Regions from separate parts of the Mus musculus genome. Here regions 2 and 3 are each linked to region 1. Evidence: chromatin contacts called from public Hi-C and promoter capture Hi-C data. All regions are on one chromosome and are shown on one strand. The core of a region is the stretch at or near the end of the contact, and the rest is flanking DNA. Distances in the headings are between cores, read along the strand shown.

What was found. Promoter capture Hi-C pulls out the DNA fragments that hold promoters and counts their contacts. A called contact is a pair of places that touch in the nucleus more often than the background predicts.
Region 2: a Hi-C map of liver shows a contact between it and region 1, with 4 times the contacts expected there. The contact joins the promoter of Cyp2d26 here to the promoter of Cyp2d9 in region 1. A contact is called at or near these places in 21 of 39 promoter capture datasets (the 3T3-L1 cell line, 3T3-L1-derived adipocytes, the C10 cell line and 12 more), 3 of 484 Hi-C or Micro-C datasets (the G1E-ER4 cell line and liver) and 3 of 9 other capture datasets (adipose tissue, embryonic stem cells and macrophages).
Region 3: a promoter capture Hi-C map of embryonic stem cells shows a contact between it and region 1, with 4 times the contacts expected there. The contact joins the promoter of Cyp2d40 here to the promoter of Cyp2d9 in region 1. A contact is called at or near these places in 5 of 39 promoter capture datasets (cranial neural crest, embryonic stem cells and second pharyngeal arch cranial neural crest), 2 of 484 Hi-C or Micro-C datasets (cortical neurons and nephron progenitors), 1 of 115 datasets of contacts at active chromatin or transcription factors (astrocytes) and 1 of 9 other capture datasets (liver).

Annotation. Positions count from the first base shown.
Region 1 is chr15:82,449,460-82,454,273 of GRCm38.p6, reverse strand. Cyp2d9 (cytochrome P450, family 2, subfamily d, polypeptide 9) reads right to left here and starts at 1,897. Exons shown (of 9, transcript NM_010006.2): 1 at 1,634-1,897; 2 at 505-676; 3 at 84-236. The coding sequence starts at 1,822.
Region 2 is chr15:82,791,655-82,796,468 of GRCm38.p6, reverse strand. Cyp2d26 (cytochrome P450, family 2, subfamily d, polypeptide 26) reads left to right here and starts at 2,224. Exons shown (of 9, transcript NM_029562.2): 1 at 2,224-2,484; 2 at 3,172-3,343; 3 at 3,609-3,761; 4 at 3,840-4,000; 5 at 4,635-4,811. The coding sequence starts at 2,296.
Region 3 is chr15:82,761,960-82,766,773 of GRCm38.p6, reverse strand. It overlaps Cyp2d40 (cytochrome P450, family 2, subfamily d, polypeptide 40), which reads left to right and starts at 2,652. Exons shown (of 6, transcript NM_023623.2): 1 at 2,652-2,852. The coding sequence starts at 2,664.

The sequences.
Region 1 (4,814 bases), core at 648-3,147:
TGGAGATGGAGTGAAGATGCAAGCAAGTCAATGGACTGCCCATGTCTCCCTGTGCCCAACTACATCCCTCACCCATCACCCACCAGCCTGGGCGGTGAAGGCATCACAGAGGTGATTGGCCTCCTTGGTCACCCAGTCCTCCAGTGATTTCTTGCCCAGGCCAAAGTTGCGCAGGGTAGACACAGAGAATCGCCTCTGCTCTCGCCACTCGGGCCCGTAGGGTGCAAGGACCACACCTGCAGACACATCAGTATGTAACCAAGAATGCCCAACTCTACTGTCTCCTTCTCTCTTCAATTCTCTTTTCTGGGTTCTGTCCTGGCCATGAGCCTCTCAAAACCTTGCTATCACAATCCAGCGCATGCCTTCTGGGTAGTCCTCCTGGTCTTCAGTGACTCTGCTGTGAATTGCTTGACCACATTCCCACCCACGTTCATAACCTGTGCTTCCTCAGCTTATTCCCACACGTCTGAACCCAAATCCACCGTCCACACAGCCCTTTACCTTGGGATCCAGGCTTCACACCCAGGTACTCAAAGATGGGCACTGGAGGGCGGTCAGCAGTGTCCTCTCCACAGGTCAACAGCATTTCCTTCATTGCCTTCAGTCCATTGATCACAACCATAGGCTTCCAGGCCATCTGTAGGCTGAACACGTCACCATAGCGGTTTTGAAGCTGAGGTAGAGAGACAGAGCACATAGGAAGTGGAGGTGCCCACAGATAATAGAACCAGTTTCACTGCACAACAATGTCAAAGTGAGAGGGTGCAAGGAAGTTTCTGTGTGTGTGAGTGCACATTCGTGTATGTTTACACCTTCATGTTTATGTATGTAATTTAAGTATGTGTGCATATGTGTATGTAAGTCCATGCATATCTCTCCCTCAGAGTCAATGCATATCTTAGTGTCTCTCTGTCTCTCTCTGTCTCTCTCTGTCTCTCTCTGTCTCTCTCTGTCTCTCTCTCCCTCTCTCTGCCTCTCTCCCTCTCTCTCTCTCTCTGTATTTGTATATGTGCATGCACATTAGTGTGTATCTTGCTTGTTATTGAACCCTGGTCCTCATGTATCCTGGGAAACTGCTTCTCACTGAGCTCCATTCCCAGCCTGAGGCTGCCTACCACTGCGGTGTCTTATCTTTTAAGTTCAGCGAAGGAATCACAGTAGATGTGACTCCCCAGTGGTGATCTTGTCAGAGCCAGAAAACTGTCCTGGGTTCTTTAACATGTCAACATTCATGAAGAGACTCTGGTTCCTCGAGATGGGCAGTGAGGCCAGAGAGCACACAACAGCAAGAGATTCAGGCAGCCACAGTCCCTCTCTCCACTCAGTGTCCTAAATGATATTTTTGGTAAACTAACAGACCTTGTTTTTGACAGGGCCATAATGGACCTTTGTCCTCTATGGCTGCTGCCCTGTCCAAACTGACTAAATACTGTTGTCACATCCTGCTTCACCTCCTGGAATTTTTCTTCTAAAATTTTGCTCTAGGAATTCCCAGTGGCTGCTACCAAAACATTTCTATGCCTGTCCTCTCTTGGAGGTCTAGATCCCTGTCTGACCTGTGGCCTAAGCCCTAGTATGTGCCGCTGTAGATACCATTACTTCAGTTACCATCTATTGCTAAGTCACTCACCTTGTACAAGCTGTATGGCATGTTACCTAGGTCCACCTGCAGCAAGTTACCCAGTACAGGCCATGGCACAGGGCCTGGTGGGTAACGAGAAGTCCAGCGCTGGCGCTGGTGGGTCAGGTCCACCAGTAATATGAAGATGACTGTGAATATGGCCACAGGCCACAGGTCAGTCCCAGTCAGCAGCTCCATGGCTGCCCCACTACTGCCCAGGCTTCCCAGAGACCAATGAACAACACTCAATACAACACCTAGGATCAGGAAGCCCCAAGCTTGGATCCTGTCACCTTATAAAGGAGTGCCAGGGTTGCCCTTTGTCCTCTGTGTCCTGCCCCAAATATGTGTTTGTTTTGGCCCGGAATAGGGAGGAGCCAGTGATGTTCAGTTCCTACCAGGAGCAGAGCATGCTGATTCTGCTGGGCTGAACATGGTAGGCAGATGTCTAGAGGACCCCTCTTCAAGATGGATGATCTGATTACTGTGTGCAGCAAATTCATTTGGTATGCTACCTATGCAAATCTTTGAGGGCTTGAGGATATTGCCTCAGAGAGGAATGAGACCTCCAAATCTTCATGGAGCACTTTGTTGACAGGACATGGGGCTTGACTGCCTTCCTGTGAATGCCTTCTGTGCATGTTTGAGCGGTGGGAGGATGTTTTCTACAGTGGAGGGAAAGAGGCTGGAGCCCCTATGGGCAAAAGAAGGACAGGTGGGGAGGGAAGCTGGAATCCTTGCTTGTGAGTAGTGCAAAGGCATATAGAGCCCCTGTGGTAAAGTGGAAGTTACTGGTGGGAAGGCAGCTAGATGTTCTGTTGATTAGTGAGTGCCAGTGGGGAAGGCAGCTGGAGCATTGCCATGTTCACTACAGGTCTGTGGTCATCCAGTGGATCAGGCAGCAATAATTACAACACGAGATTTCTCAGGCCCAGTCTGGGGAAGCTGAGAAAAATCTGAGTATCTTGCTGGCCAAAGTTGTTACAGGGACTTGTCACATGCTGGCCTCTGTCTCTTATTCACCCTCAGTTTCTTGGTGGGTCAATCTCACCTGGGAACAGTTTTTCACATGGAGGTAGGTGAGGCAGTTTCCTTGCTCATGCCAGAGGCCTGTGGTCAGGGTGAGCATTCATGAGGAAAACAGAAAGATGACTCCCGAGCCTTCTAATAAATGGCCCTTGTGTGCTGGGCACTGCTGGACACATGGCACATAGCAGGTCCCCATACACTAGGGTCCAAAGAGGCTCAGTCCCTGTCCTTGCTGGGAATCCAGACCTCTGAAGATCGAAGGCTTAGAAGTCCTCCTGGAATCCAGGCAGGCTCTTTCTACTACAGCTTCACCATGGTGGAAGGGAGGCTTGAGTTGAATGGAGACACACCATGAAGCCCCAGAGCAAGGACTACACACAGGTCTCCTCTCTGCTGAATGTGCCCCCCTGCACTGACCACCTGTGTGTCACTGGAGCCTGTTGGTGACTCCATGCTTATTGCTGGCCTGAAGCCTCTAAGTCTGTTTCTCCTCTTCCTGTCCATGCTCTTTGGCCCTGCCCAACCCAGTACTCTCGAATGGCACCATAGTTGGAACAGAGACAAATGTCTTTCTCAATCACCAAGTTGGTCTGAAAGGACACCTGCTTTGGAGGCAGGACACCATTATAGGTAAGGGTCAGAAAGGGAATTCAGGAGACAACCTGCTGAGGTCACTGTCAGATTCAGGCTGCTGGGTTTCTTCTGGTTAGTCCCAGGACCCTTCCAAGATGACTTTTAGTGCCTGATGCTTAAACCTGCATGTCAGGGCTGGGACAACATATTCAGCCCTCATTTCTTCCTGTCTGGGTCATCCATGACATTATCTAAGAGAAGCAGTTGTGCTGACTGGGTGTTGGCTCCAGTGGGGGATGAGCTGATTCAGTCTGGATTTCCCTGCATCAGGTAAATGAGCCCTCGTGAGGGAAGTGCACAGAGAGGTGAGGGATGTCACTCCCTCTATGTTGTACTGGGTTTCCTCTCTATGTTTGACTCTTGGGAGAGGACTATATGGTCTGCTTACCTTGTGCCTGCTGCATCATTCCCTTTGTCCTTTGTCCATGTCTTCTCAGCCATGTGAACAACTGTGATCTGACAGAATCATGTGATGTTAGGGGGACTGGGGTCTGCATATTCATCTCAGCAGCACAGGTCTGCCATGTCCACAACAGGATGCTGGGACTGAGTACTTGGCCCTCAAGCATTGCTGCACTGGGGCAGCGATATTCCCAGGTTTGCCATTTTCTGCACACATGTCAACATATAATTGATTGCTGTCCTTTGGACTCCACTGGATGAGGTCAGATGCAACCTGGGCACATTTCTCCTGAACTCTGTCCTGTGCACTGTTTGTTCTCTCTATTGCCTTTGATCTGCCTCATTTTGTTGAAGTGAGAACCAGTGTTGAGTCTCAGGGTCATGTCCAGGTCGTCCTTCTTTCCCTAGGCCTCCTGGGTCATGGGATATGGCTCATTGGGTAATTGTGATTCTTGAGGGCAGCCTTGGGAATATTTAGTTTGGGCAAAGGATGGCTGAGGTTGCCTAGGGCTGGTTCAACCTTGGATGGTTACACAACCCCCTCATGGTGTGAGTCCCCAGTTGGAACTGTGTTCTATTAGCATGGGCTGGTACCTATAGAAACTCAAACCACAGAACCAATGTTTGAGCTGCACATTTGATAGGTAACTAAATGGAGGAATTGTAAATATTTTGACTGAAACTCCAAGATAAACAATGAGCAAATAGTTACAAGAAATGAAAGAAAAGGCATGGAAAGTACATTGGACCATCAGGTCCCAGACCAAGACTGACCAGGAAGAGACAAGTGTCTTTCCTCGATTTGAGGGCCATGATTCCAACTATCCACAAGAAACGTAGCAGGACTCCATTGGTTTTTATATCTTTAAAGCTCCTCTTCATAGTAGGAGAAAATATTTTGAGTCATGGTTTGGTAATGAGAGACCTTCCAACAAGGCATCCAGGGGGTTTGGTATTGTGACTTCCTGCTGTGTTGAGGTGGATGCCAGGACATATCGTGGATCACACAAAGCTGAAGGACACATAGTAGAATCATCGAGGGCTACCCCTGCACAGGAATCTTTCAAACATGCTGCTCCCTTAACAGTAAAGAAACTTTGTGGATAGAGTTATAGTAGATGCTAGG
Region 2 (4,814 bases), core at 975-3,474, 340 kb before region 1:
GGAAAGAACAAGTGTTTGTGTGTGTGTGTGGACTTTTTGCCTTTGCTGAAATTGTTTGATGTTCTCAGATAGTATTGTGAAACCTTTCCTGTTTTCCTTCGTGCACAATTATATCATCTATGATCAAAGATCATGCTCTTTCTTCCTACCTGGGATCTACTGTCTCAGGTGAGACATGCTCACACGTCTATACTCAGAACCAAGAGCCTCCACTGTGCCAACTGTCATGTTTCACTTGAGTTCAGATTTTCATGAGGCTGATGACCCTGCCCCACTCACAAGTAAACAGTGCCACAGGGGAACCTGATTCAGTGATTGCCAGGCATTGCCCTGCACCCCAACCCCTTGGACTATGTTCTTTGTGACTAAAAGTCACAGGCCCTTATCTAGGTCTCAGAACAGTTTTGCCGACTGCAAATACTTTTTCAGTGTGGGAGGTGGAAATGGAGGTTGGTCAGTGTCATGATCCTGCTCAGCAGTCCCCTTTGTGTGCACTTTAGGAATAAAGAAAATATCCAGGATATTCTCAATATTTTACATTTCTTTACATGCATCATCTCAAGCATTGTTTCTGTGGTTTGAGATTTCATAGGTAACAGCCTATGCTAATGGACCACAGTCCTGCTGTGCCTCACACCATGAGGGGTACAGTAAGCATCCGGGAATGAAAGGGTAACCAACACTAGCCAACCTCTGGCCAAGCTTTGCCCCAACTAAGCTTTCCAAAGGTGACACTCAAGAGTCACAGTCATCCCAGAAGAAACCTACCTGCCTCAGCTTCTCAGTAACTGCGTCTCAGTTGCCTCCCATCTCCCACCCATGACCTGTGTTGGCTCCTGACTTACCGTACCATAACTCAGCTGGGCAGGGCCAAAAGGAATAGGCAGGAACATGCATCGAGACGGGTGTGGGTGTGGGTGTGGGGAGGGACCCTTTACCCCACCCAGCCCACAGACCTCTGGCACAAGGTCTGCTTTACCTATATCCATGTAGAAGACTGTCAGGGGAACAACTGACCCACCAAGAAACCAAGGGTGAAAAAGAGACAGAGGCCACCATGTGATAAGTACTTGGTCCAACCTACAGGCCTCTGGGACTCTCAACAACTGTTGACAGTTTCTCAGCTTTCTCAGATCTGACCTAAGATGCTTCCAGGTTCTGAGTCTGGCCTCTCCAATCAACCCAGTAAGTAACCTCAAAGCTGAACACAAGACTCCAGGAGCTGCAGCCCCCTTCTTCCCACTGCCTCTCATCACAAAAACCAGACAGTGGCACTTGCTGTCATAGCCGGGTGCTGTGTCTTGCAGTACCTGCAAGTTACTTGTGTCCTAACAATAATGTGCTCCTTGAGCCTCCAGGATGGTCTTACCCCCCATCCCCCCATGTTTGGCAGTATTCACAAATATCTCAAAAACACCGCCCATGTAACACGAGGAAGACATCTCTCCATCCCTCTTAAGATGATTGTTAGCACAGGGCTTGACCTAACAAAAAGCCAAGAGTGAATAAAATTAGATAGTGGTCCCCATGTGACAACTACATGGACATCTAGCTGGCCTCCCCAGAATTCTATTGACAGTTGGTGACAGCCTTTCAGCTTTCTCGGGTGAGAGCTAAGAAGTCCCCAGGTTTTGAATTTGGCCTTCCTTGAGAGTTGAATGACCTCCTACCTGTGCTCAAGGCTCCACAGGCTGGAGCCTCCTTCCTTACACTGCCTCTCCCTCACCCTCATCTGCTAGCCACATAAGCCACTTCAGTGGCCATTGCTGCATAGTGATAGTGCCCACTGATAGTGTCAGTCAGACCTCATATCCTACTAGCCAAGTGTTCCCTGAAGCCTCCAAAAGGCCTTGTTCCATTCTGAGACAATGTCTTCGGTCCCCTCGGATCTCTGGTCATGTGGCAAATTAGTCTATGACCGTTGCACCCTGAGGCAGGGTCCATGGCTACGTGCCCGCTGTGCTTACAGTGTCCAACCCAATATAACCACTATGCAATTCTCTGTGGAGCTATCAGTGCCACTCCCCTGGATAAGCACCACAGGAAAGAAGAAAGGGCAGGAACCTCTGATGTTGACTTTCCCTTGATTTTTCTGACACCCCCTTCCCCCATATAGGCTCTGTTTGAACATTAATTAACACAGCTACTTGGCTCAAGGCAGAGAACAAAGTGCAGCCTTCCCCTCCTCCCTCTTTATAAGGGACCAGGTTCCCAGTCCATCATAAGAGGATCTTTCCTGATTCTAAGTTTCTGGAACGAGTATTCCTTCAAAAGCCTGGAAGCAGTAGGGCAGCCATGGGGCTGCTGGTTGGAGATGACTTATGGGCTGTGGTCATATTCACAGCCATCTTCCTGCTTCTGGTGGACCTGGTGCACCGGCGCCAGCGCTGGACTGCCTGCTACCCACCAGGCCCTGTGCCATTCCCTGGGCTGGGAAACCTGCTGCAGGTGGACTTCGAGAACATACCATACAGCTTTTACAAGGTGAGAGAGGTGGTGGTGGAGGACAGAAGAAGTCAGAGTGACCCAGGCAGCACGTGGAGGTGTTGAAGCCACTGGAAAGACAGGAAGATGGCCCCCAAGAGAAAAAAAGAGTTGTTGGGAAAACAAAGTGGAGTGTGTGTGTGTGTGTGTGTGTGTGTGTGTGTGTGTGTGTAATAGTCTCTTCCTGTTGTGTGGTCTCAGGCCTCGCTGCCTATCTTAGGAACCTGAATTTTTTCTTGTATGGTGGAGTATGAAGGGACCCAAGGATCTTGTTCAGGCTGAGTCACAGCTGAATGATAATATTTGCTGTGAGGTCTTTGTTAAATTGAGAAGATATGGTTGCCAAGCAACAAGGTGCCCCAACCATAGGCTAGGGATGTAGGCCTGTGATAGAGCATTTGCCCAGCATATGTCAGGAACAAGGTTCAATAAGTTCTATATATGTGTATGTACAGACACAGACACAGACACAGACACAGACACAGACACAGACACAGACACAGACACAGACACAGACACACACACACACACACACACACACACACACACACACACACAGAGAGAGAGAGAGAGAGAGAGAGAGAGAGAGAGAGAGAGAGAGAGAGAGAAGCAGAGACTTGTATGAAGAGTATTGATCTTCCACTCTGCTGGAAACCTCTACTTCCTATGTGCTCTGTCCTATTTCAGCTTCAAAACCGCTATGGCAATGTGTTCAGCCTACAGATGGCCTGGAAGCCCGTGGTTGTGGTCAACGGACTGAAGGCAGTGCGGGAACTGCTGGTGACCTATGGAGAGGACACTTCTGACCGCCCCCTAATGCCCATCTATAATCACATAGGCTATGGGCACAAATCAAAAGGCAAAGCTCTATAGTGGGGGCAAGGCAGGGAGAGTAGGGCTTGAGAGGGGTGAGCAGAAGATAGACAGACCTAATGGAGATGATGTGGTCCGGCAAGGCAAGGGAAAAACACTGGGGTGGAGGGTGGAGCCTAAGGAATGCAAGGTGCCAATATGTGCTAGAAAAGTGCTGGGCACTGACTGCTAAGACTGACCACAGAGAAATGTTGGGAACAGAAGAGACCACATAGCTAGGTGCCCTCAGTTACACACAGATATGTCTGCAGGTGTGATCCTTGCACCTTACGGGCCCGAGTGGCGAGAGCAGCGGCGATTTTCTGTGTCTACCCTGCGTGACTTCGGCCTGGGCAAGAAATCACTGGAGCAGTGGGTGACAGAGGAGGCTGGCCACCTCTGCGATGCTTTCACCAAGGAGGCCGGTGGGTGATGTTAGAGATGGAGAGTGTGAGCAGGGACTGAAGAGCACTATCATGACTTGCTTGCATCTCCAATCCTAGAACATCCCTTCAATCCCAGCCCCCTCCTAAGTAAAGCTGTGAGCAACGTGATCGCCTCCCTCATTTATGCTCGTCGATTTGAGTATGAAGACCCTTTCTTCAACAGGATGCTCAAAACATTGAAGGAAAGCTTAGGAGAAGACACTGGCTTCGTCGGAGAGGTATGTGGCTCGGGGCAGTGGGCCTGGCCACTTCTATGCTATAAATTCTATCAGAGTAAGTATGAATTCAGGGTGGGTGGGCCTGGTGTGATGGCCAAGTGCAGGGAGAAAGGCTTGGGTGTTGACAAACCTCAGATAAGTGGAGGGGAGGAGCAGACCAAGGTTAATGGCTCTAGAAAGGGGGTGAGCCTGCAGGGAAACCACACAAGCCTGTTATATTTGAAGGGTAGAGTATTTCTTTTCTTCACCCTGAGCTACAGGAGAGCATGCAGGCTAGAACTGGGGAAGAAGCAGGTGATGGGTAGGGACAGATTCTGAGTCCATTGCGGAAGAGGCTGAGAACTGTGACTGGTCCAGGTAAACACTGAGCAGAAACAGCCCCCGGGGGCAAAAGAGCTAGATGGTCAGTGGGTAAATGAGCTTACCAAGCAAGCCTGGAGCCCTGAGCTGGATTCCTGAGTCCCATATAAGGGATAAAACTTACTCTATAAGTTGTTCTCTAATGACAAAACATGAGTCACTATATACAGGCAAGCACATGTGTGTACATGCATGTGCACACACACTGGCACACAAAATTATGAATTCTTAATTAGAAAGAAAAGCAACTGGACCTGTTTTGTTTCTTTCACAGGTGCTGAATGCCATCCCAATGCTACTACACATCCCTGGTTTGCCTGATAAAGCCTTCCCCAAGCTGAATTCATTCATAGCCTTAGTGAATAAGATGTTAATTGAGCACGACTCGACCTGGGATCCTGCACAGCCACCCCGAGATTTGACTGATGCCTTCCTGGCTGAGGTGGAGAAGGTG
Region 3 (4,814 bases), core at 1,403-3,902, 310 kb before region 1:
GATGGTTTGGTCACTCAGACTACGTTCTTTGTGACCAGAAAACTATTTGGATGTAAGAATAGTTTTACAAACTCCAACTACTTCTTCAGCATGGGAGGTGGAAATGGAGGTTGGTCAGTGTCATGATCCTGCTCAGCAGTCCCCTTTGTGTTCATTTTAGGAATACACAAAATAATCCTTCTTGAATTATATTTGAGGTTTATTCTCCATATTTTACATTTTGTTACATACCACGTGAATTATATCAAGCTTTGGTTTTGTGGTTTGAGATTTCATGGTTAGCAGACCATGGTAATGGGCCACAGTTCCACTGAGCCTCACAACATAAGGGGAACAGTCACCATCCAGGGATGAAAGTGTAACCAGCCATTGCCAACCTCTGCCATTCTTTGCCCTAACAAAGTTTTCCCAAGGAGCCCTCAAGAGTCACAGTCACCCAAAGGAGTCACTTCATACTTTTGAGAATGCTTAGGGAAAGAAGTCCTTGACATGTCTCTGATACTCACTGCTGGTCCTCATTTCAATGAATCTAGACAGGTCAAAGGCAATAAAGAGAAATAAGCAGTGTGCAGGACAGAGTCCAGGAGCATTTGCCCATGTTCCATCTGTCTTCCTCCAGGGAGTTTAAAGGACAGCAATCAATTATGTCAACACAGGACTGCAAAGCACTCCAAACCCAGTAGACTCCATGCCCCATGATGTTCAGGACTCATCTTCCTGTTGTGGACATGTCACACCTGTGCTGCTGACATGAATATCCATACCTGAGTACACATAAAATCACATAGTTCTGATGGACCACGTTTGTTTACATGGCCGAGGGGACATGGACAGAGGATGATTGGAAAAGAAGAGTGCCAACAGGCATACGGTTAGCAAATCATCCAGGCCATCTCCCAAAAACTGGATATAGAGAGGAAACTCATTACAGCAAAGAGTGTTTGACATCCTTCACCTTTCTGTGCATGTACCTTATAAGGGTTCACTTACCGAATGTAGGAAAATCAAGCCTGAACTAACCCATTCTGCACTGGAGGCAATATCCTGTAAACACCACTGCTTGACTAAGATAATGGCATGTATGACACAGACAGGGAGAGATGAGAGTCCCAATGTGGTGTCCCAGCTTGGAGAGGCAGGTTTAATATCAGGCACCGAAAGTTTCTTTGGGAGTTTCCTCGAGCAAACCAGGAGGAACCTAGCATCCTGAGACTGTCAGTGACCTGAGCAAGTGTCTTCCTAATCCACATTCTGACCATGAACCATGCTGTTGTCCTGACTCCCATGCAGGTCTTTTTTCAGGACTGGTAGGGGCTCAAGAAAGACCTTTGTATTGGTTCAAACCTATGATGCCGTTCTAGGGAAATGTGTTCTAGGGAAATGTGTTGAGCAGGGCCAAAAATCATGGATAAGAAAAAGGCTTACAGGATTCAGGCCTCCAATAAGCATATAGTCACCCACAAGCTCCAGTGACTCAGAGGTGGTCAGTGCTAGGGTTGCACAGGCAGCAGAGAGGAGGAGGTCCGTGTGTACTCATTGCTGTTGGGATGCATGGTGTGGACTCTGCTCAGCCCATGCCTCCCTTCTGCCAGGTACAGCAGAGAGAGCATTAGAGAGCCTATCTAATAGGGTTGCTCTGGGTCTTCTGAGACTTTGATCTTCAGAGATCTGGATCCAGCAAGGACATGGACTGAGCCTCTGTTGACACTCGCAAATGGTGAGTTGGCATGTGTAGTGTGCCCAGCAATTCCCGGCACAGAAGCGCCATTTGTTGGAAGACTTAGGAGTCATCTTTCCTTATTCCTCATAGCAGCCCAGCCTGACTCGTGTCCTCTGGCCCTAAGACAAATGTTTCTTACCTATGTTCACGTGGAAGACTGTTGCCAGGAGAGATTGAACCACCAAGAAACATAGGTTAACTAAGAGACTGAGGCCAGCATGACAAGAACCTGACCCAATTTAGTGACCCCTCAAAATTCTCAGACCATTGCTCAGCTTCCTCAGACTGGGTTTGAGAAATCCCATATTGTATGTCTTGCTCCCTAATCAACTGGTGTCCTGTACTGAAGATGCCACTGCTCCAGATGCACTTCACAACTCACTCACCAAGGGGGATCTAAGTACCTTCCCACCACTGGCCCTCACTCACCCACAGGAATCTGAGCTGCTCTCCCCCAATGCTCTTCCAATGCCAAGAGGGGCTCCAGCCTCTTTCCCTCAACTGTAGAAGACAGCTCCCACTGCTCACACACCCACAGACGCCACTGACTGGATGCCACTCAACCCTTGTGTCCTCTCAACAAAGTGTTCTGTGAAGGTCTAGGAGGTCTCATTTTTCTCTGAGGCAATGTTCAAGCTCCCAAAGCTTTGAATGTGAATTGTATCTGAAGATTTTTCAGCACTCAATGATCAGACATCTGCCTACCATATTTAGCCTAGCAGAATCAGCATGCTCAGCTCGTGGAATGGACTGATCATCTCTGGCCTGTCTCTACACTTAGCCAAACAAAACACAGGATTGGGGTTGGGGGCAGAGGACAAAGGGCAACCTGGACACTCCTTTATAAGGTGGTAGGATCCAAGCTTGGGTCTTCCTGATCCAAGGTGTTTGATGGAGTGTTGTTCATTGGCCTAGGTGAAGCCTGGGAAGCAGTGGGGCAGCCATGGAGCTGCTGACTGGGACTGACCTGTGGCCTGTGGCCATATTCACAGTCATCTTCATATTACTGGTGGACCTGTTGCACCGGCGCCAGCGCTGGACTTCTCGCTACCCACCGGGCCCTGTGCCATGGCCTGTGCTGGGTAACCTGCTGCAGGTGGACCTGGATAACATGCCATACAGCTTTTACAAGGTCAGTGACTTAGTGGTGTATCTTTATTGTGCTAATAGTGTCTGTAGTGTACACAGTGAAGGCCAAGCCACAGGTCCAACAGCGATCTGGAACCTCTAAACGGGCCAAGTTTGCTGATTTCTGGTTGCATCCAATGAATCTCTCTAGGGCAACGGATATGGGGGTCAAAGTCCAGAAGATGAATCAGGATGTGAGAGCAGGGTTCAGTTTAGTTGTAGAGATCATCAGCCATACAGGTTCCAGGTCTGTTATGGTCCTGTCAAAGATGAGGTCTTACCATTATGCAAGGTATAGTTAGCATGTCAGTCAGGACACTGAGTGCAGAGAGCAATGTGGCTGCCTGAATCTTTTGCTGCTGCTGTGTTCTGCAGCCTCACTGCCCATCTCAAGGAACCAGAGTTTCTTCATGTGTAATGAAATGCTAAGGAACTCCAGGACAGATTTCTGCCTCTTGCAAAGTCAACACTGGGAAGTCACATCTACTGTGATTCCTTTGCTGAACTTAAAAGATAAGACACTGCAGTGGTAGGCAGTCTCATGCCCGGGAGGGAGCTCTGTGAAGAGCATTTCCCCAGGATACATGAGGAGCAAGGTTCAACAACAGAAACAACAACAACAACAACAGCACACACACACCAAAACAAAAACACACACAGGTGGGCACACACATGTTTATACAAACAAATACACGGTAGAACCCACATGTGCACACTCAACTCCTTGCCCATGTTTGTACAGTGACCCTGGTTCTATGATATGTGCAAACCTACACTTCCTATGTGCTCTGTCCCTTTACTTCTTCAAAACCACTATGGTGACATGTTCAGCCTGCAGATGGGCTGGAATGCCATGGTCATTGTCAACGGACTGAAGGCAGTACAGGAAGCACTGGTGACCTGTGGCGAATACACTGCTGACCGCCCTGAAATGCCCATATTTCCACACCTAGGCTATGGACAAAAAGATAAAGGTACAGTGCAGTGTGGTGGCAGAGATGACATTAGAGTCACACAATGGGGACAGTGAGCAAAGGAAGATCAGGGTTCGATGTAGGTGTTAATGGAGTTTAAAAAAATCCAACAAAACATCCCTGAAATCCATTGTGGAGCCCCTTTAGCATGGTGGGAGATGTTCGTAGTAGAAAAGGGTGAAATAATGAGGGACAGTGATCTCAGAGGAGAAGAGAAATGAAGTGGGGAGAGGGCAGCACAGCCAGGTCTCCATGGTTACACACTGATGTACCTTCAGGTTTGGTCCTTGCACCTTATGGGCCTGAATGGCAAGAGCAGAGGCGATTCTCTATGTCCACGATGCGCAACTTTGGCCTGGGCAAGAAATCATTGGAGCAGTGGGTGACAGAGGAGGCTGGTCACCTCTGTGATGCCTTCACCGACCAGGCTGGTGGGTGATGTGTGTGGAATGCAAGTGGGGATAGGGAGACAGCAACAATATCCTGACTTTTTGTTGCATCTCCACACCCAGGTAGTCCCCTCAATCCTTACACCCTCCTGAACAAAGCTGTGTGCAATGTGATTGCGTCTCTCATTTATGCCCATCGCTTCAAGTATAAAGATCCTGACTTCATAAAGATGCTAAAAGTATTGAAAGAAAACACGAGGGAGAAAATTGGCTTGATTCCTGAGGTAGGATGGTCAAGGGAGTCTGTAGAGTGACTTCTGTGCTGTTCATTTTCTTAGAGATGTAGACAGGGGATTTGGAAAGGAGACTTCTAGAATTGTCAACCACAAAAATAGAAGTGTGGAGCCTTTAAAGCCTGCAGCAATGGGAGGGGAGAAGTGGAACAAAGTCAGGGCTTCTAGAAGCTGAAATCTTGGCCCTTTGCCCACATGGAAGCTACCCATGCCTCTGATGTTTCTGGTAAAATTTTCTTTAGTCTCCTGTGGGGCTACTAGGGCCTGAAGGTTAGAACTAAGGAGGACTCAGGTGACAGTTGGGAACAAA